Regions from separate parts of the Mus musculus genome. Here regions 1, 2, 3, 4, 5 and 7 are each linked to region 6. The links are chromatin contacts, called in public HiChIP or PLAC-seq and promoter capture Hi-C maps. All regions are on one chromosome and are shown on one strand. The core of a region is the stretch at or near the end of the contact, and the rest is flanking DNA. Distances in the headings are between cores, read along the strand shown.

Region 1 (2,880 bases), core at 146-2,645, 260 kb after region 6:
TTAGGGATTGGATCCAATGCTGCACACATGCTAGGCAAGTGGGCAGAGGGTTGGTACTGGGCTATATCTCAGCCTTTGTTTTTCTTGATAATAAGAAAGAGAATTCAGTTTCCTGGTAATTTATAAAGTGTGGATGAATTAGAGGCACTGAGCTTTTCAACCTGTCTTTTCTTCACGTCATTCAAACTGGGGGCCTGATTTTGGTGTATAGTTTTGTTTTGGTGACACAGGGTCACTCGTTTTGTTGCCCCCGCTGTCCTGATCTTGCTATTAGAGCAGGTTAGCTTCAAATTCACAAAGATCACCTGCCTCTGCCTCCCTAGTGCTGGGATCAGAGACATACACCACCATGCTCAGCCCATTTAATCTTTAAAAATACATCTTGAATAATTCTTAATTGAATAGTTTGGGTCTAGAAGTATTGAGAGTTTTTTTTGCTTTGAGGAGATTTTTAGAATTCTTTTTAGAACATTCTGTTTGTTATTTTGTCTATCTATGTGGGGGGACATACATGTGAAGGAAACTCAGGGAAGTCCGTTCACCTCCCATCATGTGGGGCTGGCTTGTCAGCAAATGCCTTTCCTTCCCTGCTGCACAGTTCACAGACTTAGATTTGGAATCTCTGCATAGATTTTGTTCGTGAGCATCACTAACTAACCTGAAAGTCAAAGATTAGAAGCCTGAACTTTCTAGTTTCGTGGTACAGGTTTTGGAACATTTTGGAGTATCTTACTGGCAGGTTGGGAGCTAAGAATAACCTAGTCAACATAACATCAGAATTTATGTCAGGCAGAATTGATCTCATCTTCAGAAAGGATATTTCACCTTTTACCTATGACCAGATATTTTGGGATAGTATACATTTTGCTTTTACCTAAAAGTATATTACGTTTTAAAGTATTAAAATGTCTGTCGACCTCCTTAAATAATTTGAATTCGAGTGCTTTGCATACATCACACTTCTCTTTTTAAAGGCCATCAGTTGAATTTTGCCAAGTTCTTTTCTATTTTTAATGTTACTGTTATCTTATCACATTTCTTAATGCTTTCTTATGTGTGCAGATGGTGAGTTACCTTAAATTAGATTGTGTTAGTCATTGTCCTGTTCTATAAAAAGAATGATTTAAAAAATTTATAGCTTTGCAAAATAGTGTGTTATACTTTGTGTCTATCTGTCTACTTCATAGCTATTATCCCTTGTTCCTTCCCCAGACGCTTACACATAGTCTAGCCCCCTTCATGTAAAACAGAATAAAAGTCTAGTTATTTAGAGGTTGATGGATACAGTAAAGAAAAGCAAATTCTTTAAATATTCTGCTTCCCTCTGAAGCCAGTTTAAACTTCATGCCTTCTTTTTATAAACAGGACTATAACTTTCACAATTTCTCCAGTCTGGTTGTGGTTTATAAGCCGTGTGGGATGGGAGTCATACACTGTCTTATAGAAGAAGGCTTTGTTGTTTAGTACGATGGGTTGCCGTACAAAGCTCTTAGGCTTTGTCTGTTTCCCACCTCCCTTGTCACCCTCCCACTCTGACAGCTTTTGTCCTTTAGGAGCCAGATTCTCCGTGGCTCAGGAACAGAGTTACCCTCAGTTTCTGAGGATTATCCTTCAGAGCCTAGGCATGGCTCTGGGCTTTGACTGCTGTTGATTTCAGTGAAATCACCTTTCCGACTGTGACAAATTTCAAACGACAAGTATAAGCCCTTGCATCTGACTCTGGACTTTTAACATTAAATGCGAATTTCCCCTACTTTTACTAAACGCTTACTGTCTTAACTGGATGAAGCTTGGACTTTGTTCTCACTCCAGTATATTAACAGCATTGGAAACCACCCTCCCCCTGTCTTCCTCTTCTTTCTCCAGCACTTCTGTTTTCCCTTTGTATCTTAGACCAGTTAAATGTAGCATGCACTATGGTGACCAGCAAAGTTGACATACAACTTCTTTTCAAAACGCAGTTTCCACAAAATCGAGTTGGGTGAGAGATGACTGCATTTTAAAAAGTGGACATTTCCTCCTTGTGTTTCTATTAGATTGGCTTTGTCTTTTGTATATACAGCTACTTTAGTTTATGTGTGAGCTAAGTATGCAATGAAAGTTACAGCTCTGTTTTTTATCAGTAAGAAAGCTTTTCCTTAGTCTTATTTTCACTTTGGATGTAGAATCCTGTAGAAGTCACATGTTTATAGTATTGCCGTTGTGTTCATTAGAGGTAATAAAGAGTTTTGCCTAAGGGTGCAGGTGTACATTGGTTTGCTTGGTCTCAGCTGTAGTTCTAGCAATGTGACTCATATAGTTATTAGTCCCAGGATAAAACCACATTACTTGGAACGTAGGGATAGTTAGCTAGGTATTAATTTTAAACTTTGCTTCTTTTTCATTATTCTTTAATTCTTTATTCAGCTGGCAAAACTCTTCAGATATTTAACATTGAAATGAAAAGTAAAATGAAGGCCCATACCATGACTGATGATGTCACCTTCTGGAAATGGATCTCTTTGAATACGGTTGCTCTTGTTACGGATAATGCAGTTTATCACTGGAGTATGGAAGGAGAGTCTCAGCCAGTGAAAATGTTTGATCGTCATTCTAGCCTCGCAGGATGCCAGATCATCAATTACCGTACAGATGCAAAGCAGAAATGGTTGCTTCTCACTGGCATATCTGCACAGGTAATTCTCGTTAGTTTGTGATGAAGAAGTGGCCTAAAGCCCTGTTTTGTTCAATATCACTTCAGTTAGGTCTTTAAACCCAATGTTACTGAATTTGATTTATTTTGAAAGGTTTTCGTTTTTAGTGATTGTTGGCTTATACCTTTAACCTGACGTGAAACTTGAGTACTCTTACCAGTTTTTGTGTTTTTTTAAAAGATTTATT
Region 2 (3,042 bases), core at 256-2,755, 340 kb after region 6:
ATTAAACTAACAGCCTCGAACATGCTTGCCAAATTTTCTACTACTGACTACATCCACAGTCCACCCTTAGCTATTCTCACCAGCCTTGGCTGCTTAGTGAATCTCAAAAATAAAATAAAAAAGAGAAAATGCCTGCTGGGTGATGGTAGCACATGCCTTTAATCCCAGCACTCTAGAGGCAGAAGTAGGTGAATCTCTGAGTTTGAAGCCGGCCTGGTCTAGAGAGTGAGTTCCAGAACAGCCAGGGCTACTCAGAGAAACCCATTCTCAGAGTATGGGGGAGGAGTGAGCAAAATTAAGGTTTAAAGTCTTACATCTAAATAAGAAAGCTGAGTGTGGTGACCCACACCTATAATCTCAGCACGTTAAAGGTAAAATACGGAGTTGAAGGCTACCCTCACCTACATAAGTTCTAAAGTTGATTAACCTGGGTTTCATGAGCCCCGATCACAACAGCAGCAAAAGCTATAATTGCATTGGCAGGCTTCCATTGTGTGGTGTATAGACAGTTTTTGACACTAGGGGGAGCATTTTCCTGCAGAGAGATTTTTCAAAGCTCAGTTTCTACACTGGGCCTTTGGGATACCTACCCTTACAGACAAATGTTATTTTTAGCCTAATTCACTAGGATTTCTTTTTTCACACTTGGGATCAAAGTAGAAAAATGCCTGGAGCATTAGCATTCTCCCTTCTAAAAGCAATGTGAAGGTAGGATTTGGAACTATTGGATTATAGTATAAAATTGACCAAGCTTTATTAGAAATTGTAACCAAATTGTGTTGTCCTTTGAAAATTCCTCCTTAAGAGACATTTTCTTAATATGATCGTTTCAACAAAATACCTTACCTTTGTTATAAGTTAAACACAACAAATATGTATAATATTTGCTGCCCAGATGCCTGTTTTACTCTTAAGTTTGGATTATTTTATTTTAAAGTGGAGCAGAAATTGTACCTTTTTAAAATCTGGCATGTTGATTGTCTTCTCGTGTTTAAACATTGCTGTGGGTAGTGCCTGATAGTTGTCTGTGCTGCTCTAAGCTGTGTTTCCTTAGGTACAGATATTTCTGGGCCCTTTTGGCTCTTGATTCCTTATTGCTGGAAGTAAATATTTGGGAACTATCACTGAGATGTGGTAAAGTGAAGCGGAGAAATAGTTTCCGTAACTGTGCTGTTAATGCCATGATGGTGGTGATTGTCTCAGAGCTAACCTGCCAGCTTCCTCTTCGCTACTTTTTCTAACTCTGATGATTGCGTCAGTGCTCATCTGTGAATCTTTGAGTACAAAGAAGGAAGAAATTACCCCAAATTGGGTTGTGGTGTCACTGATACTGACTTCTGTAGGCACGGTGACTGTGGCATGATCACTTTGAGTCAGAGCTCATCCTGGAAGATTAGCAGCCTCTTTTTAGGAAAAAAAAAAATGCCTGTTGGCCTTTGGTTGATGAGGGAGGGAATGGTAGCTCCTCTCCCTCTCTCTCCCCAAGGAGTGACTCATCTATTAACTCATGAGCGTCACCACATCAAAAGCAGAAACCAAGGTCTCCAGGACATAGGGGTTTATACAGACTGGATAGCTTCCTGCCCTTAAGTCACTATTTATAATTGTGTGCTTAAAAGAAAGCTTCAAAGACTATGTTAAACAACTTGCATAGCTCTCTACCTAAATATGTAGTCCATTTGTTCGGAATACTTAGGTCAACTCATGATCAAAATTTGCTTAGAAGATGGAGGTCAGTGGCAGAGCACTTCCCTAGCATGCTCAACGGCCCGGCTTCAAGCCCAACCTCAGAAAAGAAAGAGGAAGGTCAGTTAGGGTTTGTTAGTGTTTTCTTTGTTTTGTGGGGGTCTCACTCTTTGGCATTGGCTGGCCTGGAGCTCACTATAGCAGCTTGACCAGGTTGATCTCAAACTCACAGTGAGTGATTCCCCGCCTTGGCCAGCTGAATGTTGAGAGTAAAGGGTGTGCTACCAGGCCTGCCCTCTCAGGCTTACTGATAAACATTTGAGGTGATGGGTCACCTAAAAATTGTTAGCTTATTGATGTATATAGTTTACATTGTATAGTGTATAATGTATACTAAAACATCATACTGTACTGAAAGTGATACACAGTTATTTGTAAATCTTTAAAACCAATTTTACTGATTTTAAAGGAGAAACAAAGTATTTCTTCTTCTTTTTTTTTTTTTTAGATTTATTAATTTATTATATGTGAGTACACTGTAGCTGCCTTCAGACACACCAGAAGAGGGCATCTGATTTCATTATAGATGGTTGTGAGCCACCATGTGGTTGCTGGGATTTGAACTCAGAACCTCTGGAAGAGCAGTCAGTGCTCTTAACTACTGAGCCATCTCTCCAGCCCCAAGTATTTCTTTATATTAAGAATACTAATCTGGTAGAATTCACTTGCTTCCAGAAGGTTCATGGGCTAATTAATGTTAGAGTTTACTTTTGTTTTGGCCAGCAGATGTGTACTTTTAACATATAATAATATATTCTTGCCCTAGGTGCCACAGCCATTGTTTTATTTTTAAACACTTTGTTACATTAGGAAGATAAGGCAGAATTCTAATTATACTTTGTTTAAGTCTAACAGATTTAAAGACCTGCCACTCACATTAACTAATGCCCAGGCCTTTGGGTTTAGACAAACCATGCTGCTTTCTATAGAGAAGAGCAGGGAAGTGCTAGCTTGTGACTTGACAAAGAGAATCTAAAGAACAGGTCTGGGGGGCTGGAGAAGATGGCTCAGTGGTTAAAAGGAGTGGCTGCTCTTCCAAAGGACCAGTGCCCACATTGCATCTGGGCCACAACTACCTGTAAATCAGTTAATTCCCAGGAACTTCCTGGCTTCTTTGGGCACAGACATCCAATGTGAACAAAATATCCTTATAAATAGAATTTTTAAAAAGAAATTTTAAAAAAAGAAGAAATAAAGGAATAGGTCAGCTTTTTGGTGTCTATTTGCAGTGAGTAGTTCTATATTCCACCCATCTAGCAGTCCTTTCTGTAGGTCAGAACCTTAAGTAAGTTGTTT
Region 3 (2,700 bases), core at 11-2,510, 490 kb after region 6:
CAAGGGTTCTCATGCTGATGGCTGCAAACTGACAGTATTAAGGGTAGGATGTTGCTTCGGAATCACCGTTGAAATCTGATGATGTCAAATAAGGGTTATCCTAATAGGCAAAGTTTGAGATTGCCTGTAATACTTGCAACTAAGGACAAATTAGCATGCAAGCTTTGTCAAACTTTTTCCAGCAACACAGAATCAAAGACAAAAGAAACTTTATCGATTGATGTTTTACGTGCAAACAACCTGAATCTTTTTTTTATATAAATATATATTTTTCAAATAGATTTTTGATTCAGCTCATTATGAAAAACATCCCAAACTTTAAAATGCGAAGTTATTGGTTGGTGTGAAGAAAGCCAGCTTCTGTCTTCTCTTGATGAAATAAAATGCAAATGATCATTGTTAACCACAGCTGTGGCTTGTCTGAGGGCCTGGGGTGGACCTGGGGTGTTTTTTTAATCTTTTTGTTTTAGTAACCTAGCTGCAATACTTGTCTGTAATACTAGGGGGGAAAAGTCTGTTTAATCATTTTTACTTGCAGTACTGCTGTGTGTTTGGCGTAACTGCAAGCCTTGGGACAGGCAGAAGTTGTATGATCTACATTGCATCCTTGTCCTGGGCCTGCACTACACTGGAAACAGTATCACCACCTGTTCTTATACCAGTATTTGAGTCAAGCCTTGGTCGAGGAGGGACAGAAGAGAATCAGGCTAAAGTGCATAAAGAGGGCAGTAAGCGGGGGAGATAGACCTGCAGGGGAGAGGGTGTTGCCACGGGCGTCTCTCTCGACTCTTTACAGCACATTGGTGTGGTTCTAGGTTTACTTTGTACTGTTATGCTGTTTACCTTCCTTAACAATTTTCTTTTTTGAGAATCTAAAAAAGAAAAAAATGGTGTTTTTTTCCCCTCCTGCACTGGGGCTACATTTTTCACTTATAAAAATATTTGATGGCCTTTTGATGAATGTCTTCCATAACGAATAAGAAAACCTAGTGGCTTAATTTAGGAAACATGTTAACAAGACACTGTTTTTGAAATTGTAACAAAGTCAACATAAGTGATTTACAGGTACAAAGAATAAAAATAAAGGTAACTTTACCTTTCTTAAATACTTCCTGCCTTAAGGAGCATTTCCATGACTAGCTGGTGAAAGGGTTTAATATCTGCAGAGCTTTATAAAATATACTGCAGTGCATACTGGTCTAGGTAGATGGTCACACAGTGAGTCCTGTCACGCCACTCTGTTGGTCTTTTTTGTCTTGGTAATAGTTGCAGCCCTTGGGTTTCTTTATGCAGATGCTCTTGCTGTGTTCCTCAAAGGATCCAAGCCATAAAATTCTTTATGCATGTCACAGTCAGGATTGACCCAGACCTTGCTTATTCAAATTGTAATTGAAGTGAGATGGGAAGAAATGTTAACAGTGAGCAAAAATAGAACCTTGAGAGGCTGGAGAGATGACTCAGCAGTTAAGAACTCTGGCTACTTTTCCAGAGGTCCTGAGTTCAATCCCAGCACCCACATGATAGCTTACATCTATAAACTGTAGTCTCGTTGGATCAAATGTTCTCTTACATGCACATGTGCAGACAAAACATCCACATACATAAAAATCTTAAAAAAAAAAAACAAAAAAAAAAAACCAGAGCCATGGCAGATGACTGGAAATACTGCCCTTCAATTGTGGCAGCAAACGTCCATCTGGACAGAGAATTTCTTTTTTTATCATTTAAATGGTCATTCCTGATTCTCTTGACTGTAGCAGCATTTTGAGAACTTCATAATTGTAGCAGTAAATTAGGAGCTGCAGTAATGATTAAGAATGTTCTTCATTCTTTGAGAGTTTGTGGTATCTTAAAAAATAGAACCCCTCAAAAAACCTATGGCAATGCATTATAGGAATCATTTCAGACTGCAAATGGCTTGTGCTACTCTGATATCTGTTTCTAAATGTGTTTACTAACTATAGCGTTGACTGCCTGGCCAAATTCCAATAAAACTTTTACACTAAATGATTCCTCCTTAGCCCTAGTTGCTAGTAATATGTGCACTGTGACCACCCCATAAACTGTTAATAAACTGTTCATAGAATTACTGCCAGCAATAGTGGCAAATATCGCAACGTTTTTGTGTAGAACGCATTAATTGTACACCTTCTGTCGACTTCCATCTACACAAATATATAGCTTTTCTATCACAACATTAAGTGAAATTGATGCTGTGGCAAGTTTATTGAGAAACTTTCATAAATGGATATCCCTACTATGACTGTGAAAACATGTCAGGTGTCACATGAGTGTCACAGACAGAAAGCACATGCCTATGCAATATGGCCTACTCTGTATTTATTTGTAAAAACTGAAGCATAATTTAAAGTGTATATCAATACTACTCTGAGTTTCTAAGAGAGGTGTTCATGCTTGTACCAGGTAAGTGAATAAAAAAAAAGATTAAGTGCTTTTTCTTTCATTACTTGATTATTTTCTTTAAAATCAGCTATTACAGGATATTTTTTTATTTTCTACATTCTGTTTTTTAATTAATATGTACTCACTGAACTGAAATTTACTAAATTTGTTTTATAAGGTTTGTAGTGTTACAGAATAACTAAACTGGGATTTATAAACCAGCTGTGATTAACAATGTATTAATTATTTGAACTTGAACCAGACCATTAGGAAAATTATGTTATTTGTTCCCCTTGT
Region 4 (2,923 bases), core at 39-2,538, 510 kb after region 6:
GGTCCTTCAATCTTTGCAACTGTCAAAGCTCTGCTGCCCTGCCCCACTCCAACCTCGAAGTCCAACTTGGCAAACCAAGAGTTTTGAACCAGGGGCTACTTAAAGTACAAAGCACTGCAGATGTCTTGATTTTTCAAATGTGCCAAAAGACATCAGCAAAGAGTCAAAGGGGTGCCCAGCAGATACCACAGTGAATAGCAGCACTAATGCTGAATAAGTTGGCTCATGTACTCTGAGGCAGAGTCCACATCAGGAAGTTTGCTAAGGGTGGGTGAGATGGCTGGGTAAGTCAAGACCTTTAATTTGAGTTAAATCCCCTAAACTCATATGGTGGAAGCAATGAACTGACTCCCACAAGTCCTCTGACACACACACTAAATAAATACAATAGATTTTTTTTTACAGATTCATTAATGTTTAGAAGGAAAAAAATCAGTGCCTTAATTAAGCATCAACAAAGATAATAAACACTTCATTTTATGCTGAAACAGCTTCCACAAAGCTAATAAGGTTTTCAGTAATTAATGGTGCCACCGAGAATATTGCTTCTCCTTCCAAAAGAATGTTAGTCAAATGCCTTTGAAAGAGGACCCTTAGGGGGAGTCATCACGTAATTGCTAAGTGATGCTTTAGTCTAAATAAGGAGTTAGCCTCCCGAATAAAAATGCCACCATCGGCTTGGTTAGGGGTGTCAGAAGAGAGGCTGTGGGCAGGGCAAGATCCCTACGTGATCCAGTGTGGATCTCGGACCAGGGTGCCAGAATCGTGCTGTCGCCCGACGAAACGCAGAGCCCACCGCCGGGCCTCTCCCGTTTCCCCCGCGATGGAGCTAGCTGCGGCGGAGGCTGGCTGGCTGAAACCGTGCAGTTACTGTGTGACGTTTCGAAGAGGCTCGGAAGCCACAGCGGCTCTATCGCCTCACTCTCTGAAGAGCGACTTGGGACAGGACAGTTTGTGTCTCTGCTATTAAAAAAGAAACACAAAACCTGCCCTCCTTCATACATAAACAAGAAAAGGGGAAAGGGAGAAAGAAAAGTCAACGCCAACTCTTCCGGAATCCGCGAGGACAGAGTTCTCCACCCACGTCCGAGCTTCGGCTCTTCTCCCCGGAAACCCTCCGCCTCACCCCCTTCCCCAGGCCTGACCTCTCATGACCAGGAGCGGGCGGCCTCGGCAGCCACAATACCAACAGCCCGACACGCGGCCGCAAGCCCTTCTCGCCAAGCCTTCAGCCTCGGACGCCACCAGCAGCGCTCGGCCTGGCCCCGCGGCGGCGCGCGCGCTCCCTAGACGTCGTCACGCGCGGCCCGCCTTCGCCGGGCCACGCCCTCGCCCAGTGGAAGAAGGAGCCTCTAGGCCCCGCCCCGCGCTCATCCCGGCCCCGCCCTTCCCAGCAGAGAAGGGAACCTTTAGGCCCTGTCCCGAGTCCCTAGCCCCGCCTTCACTGGGAGGAGGAGGAGGAGGGCGCATCTAGGCCCCGCCCTGAACATCGTAGACCCGCCCTGTCGCCCTGTGGCCCTGTTGGTGATGTTATACGAGTGGCGTAGTGGCGGACGTGTGTGCTAATTAAGTCTGCGTGGCTGTCACGTCTTGCGTGTATTAGTGATCAGTCACACGCTTCGGAGTCCTTCAGTACTTGAGGTTGAAAATGGGTAGGTCCAGGAACCTGCTCGGCAGCGGGCTGCGTACCGGGAGCCGCGATCTGGCTTCCGGCTGCGTGTTGCTAGCTACGCCAGACCCGCTGGGCTGCCTGGGCAGAGAGGTTGTGTGACCTGGATTCGGGTTCCAAGCCTGAAGTTGAACAGTGTGCCCTAGTTCGTGCCAGAACCGGGTGCCAGAACTGGATATCAGACGCGCCAGGAAGTTTGTGAGGCCCTGGAAGTAGATTTAGAAAACCCCGTGTTGGCGAGCAGGGAACTCGACTTCTAAAATAAAGGCTACTAAAGGGGAAAAAAGATACTACAAGGAAAAAAAAAAAAAACACAGTTCTGGAAAATCTAGGACATCATATGTATAACAGGATTCCTATGATTCTTGAAATTAAGTATTTCATCGGAGGCTGACGTGACTAGGCAAAAGTCTGGCGTTTTGCACACACTTGGCTTTTTGCAGAGACACTTCTGAGTTACGTGTCCAGTAATTTTGTCTTTCTACCTGACTTAAACCTTTCAAATACCTTGTCAAAATCTCCTTAGCCATGAAATTTTGTCTTCCTTTCATAGTAGTATAACTGAATCTACTGGTTTTAGCCTCAGCCCTTCATTCATCTTGAGACTATTCTTAAATTTCTCTCAAGTCAAAAAGCACTTTAAAAAATCCCAATGCTCTTTTGGATCTGCTTCTCTCTGTGACCAGCACATTAGCACTCTCTTTTTTTAAGACTTGGTCCCAAGTAGAACAGGCCTATTTGTGCCTGTGCGTGATGGTGACAGGTAGTGCCTGAACTGGTACGACAGAGGACACTTTTGGGAAATTTTCTCTCCTACCTTTATTTGGGTTCCAGGGAGCCAACTGAGACTGCAAATTTTGTGCACAGCAGAGATCCTATGTGAGTAGTTTTATTTTAAACTAAAATGAACGTATGATAAGCATTAGTGGCTCATGATTGTAATCCTAGAATTTTGAAGACTAAGACAGAAAGATGCTGTGAGTTCCAGGCCAATCTATGATACAGAGTAAAACTCTTTTTTTTTTTTTTTAAAGATTTATTTATTTATTATATGTAAGTACACTGTAGCTGTCTTCAGACACTCCAGAAGAGGGCATCAGATCTTGTTACAGATGGTTGTGAGCCACCACGTGGTTGCTGGGATTTGAACTCTGGACCTTCGGAAGAGCAGTCGGGTGCTCTTACCCACTGAGCCATCTCACCAGCCCCAGAGTAAAACTCTAAATCTCAAAAAATAACATAAATGCAAATTTA
Region 5 (2,773 bases), core at 42-2,541, 420 kb after region 6:
TGGTGGAAGGAAAGAACCAACCAACTTCCACACACAAATAGCCACATAAGTAAACAAGTATAATTTTTAAAAAATTAGATTGTGTCTAGTAGCTAGTATTGACCTCTAGCCGTCACATGTACACACTTGCGTGGGGGGTGAGGGGAGGCTGAGAAGCAAACCCAGGACCCGGCACATGCTAAGTGAGTTTCACCTGGAACTTATCCTCAGTTCCTGAGTGCCCCTTAGTATATTTTTCTAGAGTTTGAGGCCTTGGGGGGTTTCTGTTTGTATGTGTGTGTAAGAGAGTAAGAGGTGTTATAATAGTAATGGGCTCATGAACCCAGGGCTCAGTGCTCTGATAGAGCTGGGAGTGTTGCTCGATGGCGAATGCTTGTTTCCTATGCATGACATTCTAGGCTCCAGAAACATCATTACATTTTGTTTGAATTTTTTTTTTAATTTTTAAAAATACATATGGGTGTTTTGCCAACATGCTGTCTGAGCCCACAGAGGCCAGAGTCTTAGACGCCCTGGGACTAGAGTTACAGATGGCAGTGCACTGCTATGTAAATGCTTAAGAATGGAAAGTGGACACCCTTTGGAAGGGCCAGTGCTCTCAACTGCTGACCTATCTCTCCAGCCCTCCAGTTTTTAGATTGTATTACTAACTCAGGTCAAAGGACAATTTACAGAGCTCATTTCTTTCCTTCTACCCTGAAGGTTGAGAGGACTGAACTCGGATGGTGAGGCTTGGCAGCAGTGACCTTACCTGCTGAAATACATCACTGGTCTGTTTGGTTTTGAGATATGATCTCGTGTCCCAGCCTGGCCTGGAATTCTCTATGTAGCCAAGATGACCCTGAACTTCTGACTCTCCTGCCTTGCCCTCCAGAGTGCTAGGAGTGCAGATATATACTACTGTGCTCACTTTATGCAGTGCTGGCTGTTGATCCTAGGGTTTCAAGCATGCTAGGCACGTGCTCCACTATTTTAGCCACATTTCCAGCCATAGAGTTTTGTTTTTTTTTTTTTGTTGTTGTTTATTTAACATAGGGCTTCATGTAGCCCAGGCTGGACCTGAACTTGCTATTTAGCTGAGGCTGGTCTTGAACTTCTCTGATCCTCCTGCCTTCGCTTCCCAAGTGCTGGATCACTGACATGCACCACCAACCAAAAGTGATTTCTAATTCTCCTTGTGAGGCTGGAGAGAACTCAGCAGTTGGGGCACTTGCTGCACAATCCCGAGGACCAGGTTTCACTGTGTCCCAGTCATCTGAGAGCTGTACATGCCTTCGGATGCTAGAGACCTAAGTCCATCTTGTTTAGTAAGTGTGGAGTGTCTTGTGGGCCAGGCACAGGCTTGGCAGCACAGAGTGTACCAAGCGATGAACCTCTTCCTGGCAGGGGCCGGCTTACAATCATTTCTGTAATACCCTCTCAGCACACTGTCTTTCCTCACAGGTGTGCGGTGGGCGTTAGTTGAGTACAGCTCACATCCTGCTCTTTCACACAGATCTCAGAAGTCCAGCTGAAGTAATGGCCTCTTTCTTCCAAAGAGGAAATTCCATATATTGTCCCATATATTGTCTTATGTCATGGTTTTTTGGTTTTTTTGTTTTTGTTTTGAGACAGGGTTTTTCTGTGGGTTGACTATCCTGGAGCTTTTCTGTAGATGTGGCTGGCTTGCCTCTGCCTCCCAGGTGCTGTGGTGAGAGTTGGGGCCCAGCCCGTGTTTCTTTCTATCTTGTCCCCATACCTTCTCACCTAGTAACAAAGGTTTGTTCACACGTAACAGTTCCCAGGACTTTGCTTTAGATCAACTGTTTCCCACATCTCTCATTTAAAATCCAATTCAAAAGCATATGTCTAATTTTAAATTTTTAAGAAGCAGACAAAGTTAATATTACCAGCCTACTATCTATACAATTATAATTATTTACTATATTAATATATCAGCCTGGCAGTGGTGGTGCACACCTTTAATTTCAGCACTTGGGAGGCAGAAGCAGGTGGATCTCTGAATTTAAGGCCAGCCTGGTCTACAGAGTGAGTTCCAGGACAGCTAGAACTACATTGTATTCATGTAGTCTTTTTGCCTTGTAGCACTGGGGATCAAGTCCTGGGCCTTACAGACACTAGCCAAGCGCTTGACCACTGAGCTATAATATCATTACCATATTGTCTTGGAGGTCTGATGTATACTCTACATTCATAGCACTAAGCGCGTGTGGGCGATGGTCATGTTTTTGGATGACATGGGTACAGAATCTTTCATTTTTTTTTGTACCCCTTCAATACTTAAAATCAAGTAGAACAAGAAGCCATAGAAACATCGGTTACAATGACTTCATTGACAGGGGAGAAACTATGACAAAGCAGCATACATGCCAAGCAGATACATCATTTGAATCTTTAAAATATTTTAAAGTAATTTCTTAGTTTCTGTTTTATTTTAAGATTTATTTATGTATGAGTGCTCTATCTGCATGTATACCTGCATACCAGAAGAGGACATCAGATCTCATTACAGATGGTTGTGAGCCACCGTGTGGTTGCTGAGAATTAAATTCAGGACCTCTGGAGGAGCAGCCTGTGCTCTAACCACTGAGCCATTGCTCCAGCTCTCCCGCCCCCTCTGTTTTGTTTTAGACAGGATCTTGACTAAAGCCCAGGTGTCCTCTTACTTCTCCATGTTCCTGTTCCCACTCTCCTGAGGCTCTTTCTTTTAAAACTATTCTTATAACCTAGTTATAGAATTTGCCATTAGGCTAAAGCCAGTAATTAAAAAACC
Region 6 (2,773 bases), core at 167-2,666:
GAAACCGGTATCTGCCGGCAAAAATGAGTGGTTTTGTTCTTACTAACGTTGGGACTTTTTTTCATCCCTAACCATGCGATGTACATTCACTGAAGACAATTTAGTTGATTGCATATGTATTAAAAACAGCTGGGTGGAGTGACAGGTGACGTTTTTGAGTCACCCGGGGATCTACCCAAATACCAGCCTGGGTTTGTGTGTAAACTGCTGCCAGATAGGAGACCAAAGGTTCCTGGGCCTCCTTCAGCACCCCAACCCCGCATGAACTTTTTTTTTTTCTCTTTTTCAGTAACCTGGCTAGCTTGGACCGATCTAACCAAGAATGACCTTAAACTTCTAACACTTCCCAAGCCTTGGGTTATAATTGGGCTATAAAGCAGAGAACCACCTTGTCCAATTACCTTGTGTTTTTTTCTCTTCTAAAATAGCAATGAAAACATGTATTTTGCCCCAACACCATTCAGAATCCCAGTGTCTTAGAAAAAAGGGTGGGTCTGCCGTGTCTCCCCCGCCCCCCCCCCCGCAGAAATTCTTTTATCAAATTGACCTGTTTTCCGGTAGGAAGACTCTGCCCCACTCCACCCACCTGGTGCCTCCCTGGACTTCCCGACTGTCATGAGTTTATTTTTTAACCCTCTCTTCCTTGAAAAGCACCACCCCACTGACCCAGAATGCCAGTTCCTCCCTTTTGGTCACCTTGACTACTCTTATTGTATTTTCTGTTGCTAATAGACCTCACTAACCATTAGCAATAGGGATCCCAGTTTCTCTATAGTCTTTCTCTATGCTCTTCCACTCTCAGTACTGGGGATCCAACCCAGGGACTCGAACACACCAGACAACCCTTTCCTAGTTTTAATTAGGAAATTTCGAGCAGGGCAGAGGAAATAGAGAATCTCCGCTTCTGAGCAGGGCATGGGTGGGCATGACGAGACTGGTACTATCTTACTAAATACACCTGCCTTGAACTCTGCGGGTCACTTTTAGTAACTTAGGCTCTGGGTCAGGAGTGGCTTAAAAAGTGGAGCGAGGAATTACTATCTAGGTTCTCAAAACAAAAGCACTGTAAATCCCACTTCCCAACATAACCCCGGGTCCTGGGAATCCCAGTAAAGCCAGACAAACAGGCTCCTATCTCAGAGAGCTCCCCCACTCTAATCACCTCTTCTCCCAGCCCTGCCCGCCAGCTGCCAGGACTGGCGGGACCCAGACCTTGCCACACTCCTCGCACGCGCGCCCCGCCAGGGCCGAGGGGCGGGTGGGGGTTGGGGGCGGGAGGCAGGGAAAGCAGGGGCGGAGTTCCGTCCTCCAGTGATTGGCTCCTGGCGGATGGGCTGCGGCCGTGCAGGGCCAACCAGTGGCGTGTTGCTATGTGCTGAGCCGATGGGATAGGCGCGGGGGCGCGTCTGTCACCCGGCAAGCCCCCAGCCCGGATTCGGAGGGATGCGGAGCGGCAGTGGCGGCGGCGGTGGCGGAGACTGTGGCTTTAAGAGCGCGCAGGGAGCGCTAGAGTCAGCCGTGCAGTCCTTCATCGCCAAGCACTCCGGAGAGCCCGGCGCTGGCCGGACCGGGCAGCCTACCGCCAGGTATGAGGGATCTCGAGCTGGGCTCGCGTGGGCGTGGGGCGCATTCCGCTCCAGTTCGGGCTGTGCGCCCTGGGGACGGTCGGGCTCCTGGGCTGCGTGCAGCCGGGCTCGGCTGGGGCGGTGCTGTCGCGGTCCCGAGGGGGCTCCCCGAAGGTTCCCGGGGTGCTAGGGGCGGGGAACGGGTTGCTGCAGCCACGTGACCGGTTTGTTTACAAACACTGGCGCGCGCTCCGGGTTCGGGACTCGGCGGGTGGCGACGAGCCGCCTGGCAAATATGGGGACCCAGAGACCTGAGCGCCAACGCCTCCCTTGTTCGGCGTGACCCACCCCCCACGGATGGCACCCGGCGGCACCCGGCTGTATGGTCGATGTCTCCATTGAGATAGTTGGGTCTGGGGCACGTCGCCCTCTAAAGTCCCCGGAGCGCTTCGGCAGCCCCAAGCCAAGGGAACCACAGCGAGTTCCTGCCTGGACGCTTCCCGGCGCCTCCCCTGCGGCCTTGCCAAGGGGTGGGCACGAACTCTGTTGCCAGACTCGCTGCGGGGGCCTCTGCGGAGAGTCCCTCCCGCAGCTGGCTCCTGCCTCTCTTCCTGCTTCAAGTTTACCTGCCTGGTTGCTGACTCCCTTCGGGTGATTTTTTTTTTTTTCCGAAACAGTGGAACCTTACACCCGTCTCCTGGCTGGCACTTAGGGGGAAGCACTGTTGCTTTGGACCCCTCGTGCAAAGAACTGCCTGCCACCTCTGACTTCACTTTTACCCACAGTTTTTAAAAAGCTGAGCGAGCATCCTCCGGTTTGCCTAGCCTTCCACGGCCCGGCTGCTGGAAATGGCAAATGCGCCGGAGCCCTGCTTTTTGGCTTCCTTGTTGATTTGTTGTTGCCACGTTGGAGGGTCTTTGAGCCACTGAGTTGGAGTCCTATTAGTCTTTTGTTCCTCATGCTTGTCTTCGTTCTCGCAAGATGGGCTCCCTGTCCAGAGCACTGAACAACAAGCCTAGGGATTACTTTTCTGAACCCCATTTACAGAACATTAGAGGCACAAAGGAATTACAGTAAACCTCATGCTTGAGGCTCTGCAGTAGTCTGCCTGGTTTGGGGGTTTACAGGATCTGGTCAGTAAGATTGGGTTGCTTTTCCTTTTGGCACACACTGCTGTAGGTTTTACCTGAGTTCAGTCCATCAGCTTT
Region 7 (3,001 bases), core at 153-2,652, 280 kb after region 6:
AGCTCTCTCCTTGTATCATGGAAGGCCCAGGGGTCAAACTCAGATCTTCACATTTGGCACAAGTGCCCTTACTCTTTGAATCATCTTTCCTATTTTTTTTGAGATAGTCTCACTTTGCAGTGTCTAGGCTGGCCTTGGTATGTGGTAAAACCAGCATCTTCCAGAAGGCATCATTCTTGGCTTAGGTTTCTTATATTTTACTCTTCAATTTTTTTTAACATTTATTTATGTTTTCATTTTGTGTTGATGTTTGTGATGATGTTTCTGTGCCCAGGCCATTGCATGGAGGTCAGAGGTCAACTCTTGGGAGTCAGTTCTATCTTTGCATCATGTAGTTACTGCGTCTAGAACTCAGAATGTTAGTCTCCATATAAACGTCTTTACCTACTGAGCCATCTTCCAGCCTCTGCCTTAGATGCTTGTATTTTTCAGTTTATCTTTGGCATCATTTTCAAGATCCTTTATTGTAGGTTAAGGAAACATCTAGATTTACTTCTAGCATCACATCTGTCTGAATCCAGAAATGAAGTGTTAATGTATAATTTATAAACCAAGTGGGATCAAGATAAATTGACTTTGTGACACATGAATTCAGTTGGAGAGAATAAAGGCTGCCTCTGGCTGGAGTGAAGAATAATGTCCTAAAGAATGCTAAGCTAGAGAATAGTAAGGGTTTTTAATTTGTTTAACTTTGCTTGTTAACATTATTCTCATACCAGTTATTTTATGGGGAAAAGTAAAAATTTGTAGCTATCTATCAATGAAAGATGAGAAAAATTCTTAAACTCAGAGAGTACCACTTGTCCACTGTCACACATGACATTTTTTAACTTTTGTTTTTTGGGAGAATTGTAGATTGAGCACAAAACCATTATTACATGGAATTTGCATGTCTTGCCTCTACCTATTATCACTTGGAGGTAGTTTACAGCTGTATCATCTGATATTTATTCTTTTGAATTTAACTGGGGTCTGATAGCCAAACCCACAGGGATTTTATGTAACAAAATAGTCAAAATGATGAGATTATCTTATATTTTCTTTTTTTTTTTTTTTTTTTAAAGATTTATTTATTTATTATCTGTAAGTACACTGTAGCTGTCTTCAGACACTCCAGAAGAGGGAGTCAGATCTTGTTACGGATGGTTGTGAGCCACCATGTGGTTGCTGGGATTTGAACTCTGGACCTTCGGAAGAACAGTTGGGTGCTCTTACCCACTGAGCCATCTCACCAGCCCCCAAGATTATCTTATATTTTCAAATGAAAGATAAACTTTCCCCCAGTGATTATAACTTTATAAGTCATATCTTAGCCACATAACTTTTCTGGGCAGCCTAGCCAGCATGATAATGTCAAACTTTCTAGGGTTCCCAAGAAACTTGCCAAATGCAAGGAGTGGTTGGTCGTGCTGCTGTGCACCCACTCCATTTCACAGGACAGAGCTCGCTTCCTCTGGTGAATCATTGAGGCTTATGAGGCTTTTTGTTTTTGTTTTTTTTTTTAACACTGCTAGCTTCTTAGTTGAATTTCTCTTTTGTAATTGAACTCTTTTCTTTAAATTTCTTTAGCCTTAGGAGATAATGTTTGAGTTATCTTTTATGTCAAAGCAGAAGTAAACTTAACTATTACAACTTGAGTAACATTTAAGTTAAATATGGGAATACATAAAGAATCCCAACACCCACATTTGACAGACTGAGTCAGAGGGACCTGGAGTTTGAGGCCAACCTGGTGTATATATGGCCTGTCTCAAAAAATTAATTTTAATGAATAAATAGAACAATATAATACAGTGCAATATGACCCAATACAAAAACAACAGCCTGTGTGGATCAAAGTTAGGGCTCCTTCCTTACCTGTAATCCCAGCCCTCAGAAACCCAAGGCAGGAAGATCATGAGTCCAAAGCTAGCATGAGCAACATACTGAGATAATGTCTGGAGAAAAACAAACATCAAACAAACACCAACTGCCCTGTGAGGGATGAGAATGTTATTCAGTAGCGCTGTACTAGCCTAAGATTCTCTTATGACCTACAGAAAAGTTAAAGTACTACAAAGAATTCCAAACAATGTTGTTAGCATTATTTGATTAACACGCAAGTGTGTCTCCACCCTGCTCCCTTTTCTTTATGCCATGCTTTGCCTCAGTGTCCCTGGATGACTCACTGTTGCTGGCCCTTGGCTGTTGGGGCTTTGTGTCGGCCCTAGACTGTTTATGTTTTTTGTTTTTTTGTTTTTTCTCTAAGACCTTCATGGCTTGCTTCTTGACCTTCAGGTTTCTGGTCAAATGTTAGGAGAGGTTTTTCTCAAGTTACTCAGCCTAAAATAGAAACTACTAGGGTAAGTGAAGTAGCTCAGTCAGTAAAGTGCTTGCCTTGCAAGCCTTGGTTAGAGTCCAGATCCCAGGAAAGAATAGTACATGTGTTAACTCATGCTTGTAACCCTGGCCAAGGTGGGTCCCTTGGTGTGCTCCAAGCCAGTGAAAAGACTGTCTTCAGTAAGGGGCACAGTGCTCCTGAGGAATGACAGCTGAAGTCAGTCCTCTGCCCTCCACATGCATTTGCAAACAAACAGGCTGATATCTGTACCAGTTCCATCTTGATGGCCTTGCTTCACTTCTGCTGTAATGCTTGCTGCTGTGAGGGAAACCTCGCCTCTTCCCACTTGGAGGCACTTTCCGTGATACACAGGAGTGCTTACTGTAGTTGTTAAATTTGTGTTGTAGAAAACTTGTACATGTATTTACCCAAGTCTAATTTTTGTCTTAGAACGGTTGCTAACAATAATGGTTAATAGCTTAGTAAACGGTTTAAAATGTATAGATCGCATGGGCTGGAGAGATGCTCACCAGTTAGCATCACTTGCTCTCCAGAGGACTTGAATTCATTTCCCAGCCCCTGTGTGTTGGCTTGTTCACAAAGTACCTGCAATTCCAGGTGCACCTAATGCTTCAGGCCCTTGCGGGCTGTATTCATGTGTACATCACCATACACAGAATC

What was found. Promoter capture Hi-C pulls out the DNA fragments that hold promoters and counts their contacts. HiChIP or PLAC-seq counts read pairs in DNA pulled down with a chosen protein or histone mark.
Region 1: a contact with region 6 is called in an H3K27ac HiChIP or PLAC-seq map of microglia, with 4 times the contacts expected there. The contact joins the enhancer-like site here to the promoter of Ypel2 in region 6. A contact is called at or near these places in 12 of 39 promoter capture datasets (3T3-L1-derived adipocytes, the C10 cell line, the HPC-7 cell line and 8 more), 3 of 15 datasets of contacts at CTCF or cohesin (CD8 T cells, large pre-B cells and pro-B cells), 15 of 484 Hi-C or Micro-C datasets (CD8 T cells, the G1E-ER4 cell line, LSK cells and 10 more), 12 of 115 datasets of contacts at active chromatin or transcription factors (CD8 T cells, bone marrow-derived macrophages, embryonic basal ganglia and 8 more) and 3 of 9 other capture datasets (adipose tissue, liver and pancreatic islet).
Region 2: a promoter capture Hi-C map of the HPC-7 cell line shows a contact between it and region 6, with 9 times the contacts expected there. The contact joins the enhancer-like site here to the promoter of Ypel2 in region 6. A contact is called at or near these places in 13 of 39 promoter capture datasets (the 3T3-L1 cell line, 3T3-L1-derived adipocytes, the C10 cell line and 9 more), 1 of 15 datasets of contacts at CTCF or cohesin (large pre-B cells), 31 of 484 Hi-C or Micro-C datasets (the 3T3-L1 cell line, B cells, the C2C12 cell line and 20 more), 9 of 115 datasets of contacts at active chromatin or transcription factors (bone marrow-derived dendritic cells, bone marrow-derived macrophages, embryonic stem cells and 6 more) and 2 of 9 other capture datasets (embryonic stem cells and pancreatic islet).
Region 3: a promoter capture Hi-C map of embryonic stem cells shows a contact between it and region 6, with 2.2 times the contacts expected there. The contact joins the enhancer-like site here to the promoter of Ypel2 in region 6. A contact is called at or near these places in 13 of 39 promoter capture datasets (the 3T3-L1 cell line, 3T3-L1-derived adipocytes, the C10 cell line and 9 more), 1 of 15 datasets of contacts at CTCF or cohesin (the NIH/3T3 cell line), 1 of 484 Hi-C or Micro-C datasets (embryonic stem cells) and 2 of 115 datasets of contacts at active chromatin or transcription factors (bone marrow-derived macrophages and large pre-B cells).
Region 4: a FOXA1 HiChIP or PLAC-seq map of pancreatic cancer cells shows a contact between it and region 6. The contact joins the promoter of Rnft1 here to the promoter of Ypel2 in region 6. A contact is called at or near these places in 9 of 39 promoter capture datasets (the 3T3-L1 cell line, cranial neural crest, frontonasal cranial neural crest and 6 more), 1 of 15 datasets of contacts at CTCF or cohesin (the NIH/3T3 cell line), 4 of 484 Hi-C or Micro-C datasets (B cells, CD4 T cells, muscle stem cells and 1 more), 5 of 115 datasets of contacts at active chromatin or transcription factors (astrocytes, bone marrow-derived macrophages, embryonic stem cells and 2 more) and 1 of 9 other capture datasets (adipose tissue).
Region 5: an H3K27ac HiChIP or PLAC-seq map of extraembryonic endoderm stem cells shows a contact between it and region 6. The contact joins the enhancer-like site here to the promoter of Ypel2 in region 6. A contact is called at or near these places in 14 of 39 promoter capture datasets (3T3-L1-derived adipocytes, the C10 cell line, the HPC-7 cell line and 8 more), 1 of 15 datasets of contacts at CTCF or cohesin (large pre-B cells), 46 of 484 Hi-C or Micro-C datasets (B cells, CD4 T cells, the CH12 cell line and 29 more), 23 of 115 datasets of contacts at active chromatin or transcription factors (DN3 thymocytes, the HPC-7 cell line, the NIH/3T3 cell line and 15 more) and 2 of 9 other capture datasets (embryonic stem cells and macrophages).
Region 7: a contact with region 6 is called in an H3K4me3 HiChIP or PLAC-seq map of bone marrow-derived macrophages, with 4 times the contacts expected there. The contact joins the enhancer-like site here to the promoter of Ypel2 in region 6. A contact is called at or near these places in 12 of 39 promoter capture datasets (3T3-L1-derived adipocytes, the C10 cell line, the HPC-7 cell line and 9 more), 1 of 15 datasets of contacts at CTCF or cohesin (large pre-B cells), 10 of 484 Hi-C or Micro-C datasets (the G1E-ER4 cell line, the HPC-5 cell line, LSK cells and 7 more), 11 of 115 datasets of contacts at active chromatin or transcription factors (the 230-238 cell line, the SCID.adh cell line, bone marrow-derived macrophages and 7 more) and 4 of 9 other capture datasets (adipose tissue, liver, macrophages and 1 more).

Annotation. Positions count from the first base shown.
Region 1 is chr11:86,733,371-86,736,250 of GRCm38.p6, reverse strand. It overlaps Cltc (clathrin, heavy polypeptide (Hc)), which reads left to right. Exons shown (of 32, transcript NM_001003908.2): 3 at 2,407-2,675. Among named protein-coding and RNA genes, the nearest start is that of Cltc, 23 kb to the left of the region's middle. Within about 2 kb of position 1,395, at least 18 of the 459 cell types and tissues checked have an H3K27ac peak or open chromatin away from gene starts, as enhancers often do. A contact at or near this core is called in bone marrow-derived macrophages, kidney and microglia, where this site is marked.
Region 2 is chr11:86,651,119-86,654,160 of GRCm38.p6, reverse strand. The region is part of intron 5 of Vmp1 (vacuole membrane protein 1); the gene reads left to right. Among named protein-coding and RNA genes, the nearest start is that of Vmp1, 31 kb to the left of the region's middle. Within about 2 kb of position 1,505, at least 136 of the 459 cell types and tissues checked have an H3K27ac peak or open chromatin away from gene starts, as enhancers often do. A contact at or near this core is called in 3T3-L1-derived adipocytes, the C2C12 cell line, the G1E-ER4 cell line and 11 more, where this site is marked.
Region 3 is chr11:86,499,736-86,502,435 of GRCm38.p6, reverse strand. It overlaps Rps6kb1 (ribosomal protein S6 kinase, polypeptide 1), which reads left to right. Exons shown (of 15, transcript NM_001114334.2): 15 at 1-2,700. Among named protein-coding and RNA genes, the nearest start is that of Rnft1, 16 kb to the right of the region's middle. Within about 2 kb of position 1,260, at least 11 of the 459 cell types and tissues checked have an H3K27ac peak or open chromatin away from gene starts, as enhancers often do. A contact at or near this core is called in embryonic stem cells, stem cell-derived epiblast-like cells and trophoblast stem cells, where this site is marked.
Region 4 is chr11:86,483,022-86,485,944 of GRCm38.p6, reverse strand. Rnft1 (ring finger protein, transmembrane 1) reads right to left here and starts at 1,288. Exons shown (of 9, transcript NM_029788.5): 1 at 1,146-1,288.
Region 5 is chr11:86,572,584-86,575,356 of GRCm38.p6, reverse strand. No RefSeq gene overlaps it. Among named protein-coding and RNA genes, the nearest start is that of Mir21a, 10 kb to the left of the region's middle. Within about 2 kb of position 1,291, at least 53 of the 459 cell types and tissues checked have an H3K27ac peak or open chromatin away from gene starts, as enhancers often do. A contact at or near this core is called in DN3 thymocytes, the SCID.adh cell line, T-cell acute lymphoblastic leukemia and 9 more, where this site is marked.
Region 6 is chr11:86,992,405-86,995,177 of GRCm38.p6, reverse strand. It overlaps Ypel2 (yippee like 2), which reads left to right and starts at 1,416. Exons shown (of 5, transcript NM_001005341.3): 1 at 1,416-1,586. It overlaps Gm51915 (a long non-coding RNA gene), which reads right to left. Exons shown (of 3, transcript XR_003949754.1): 3 at 841-2,773.
Region 7 is chr11:86,714,227-86,717,227 of GRCm38.p6, reverse strand. All of the region lies in intron 14 of Cltc (clathrin, heavy polypeptide (Hc)), which reads left to right. Among named protein-coding and RNA genes, the nearest start is that of Ptrh2, 32 kb to the right of the region's middle. Within about 2 kb of position 1,402, at least 10 of the 459 cell types and tissues checked have an H3K27ac peak or open chromatin away from gene starts, as enhancers often do. A contact at or near this core is called in bone marrow-derived macrophages and trophoblast stem cells, where this site is marked.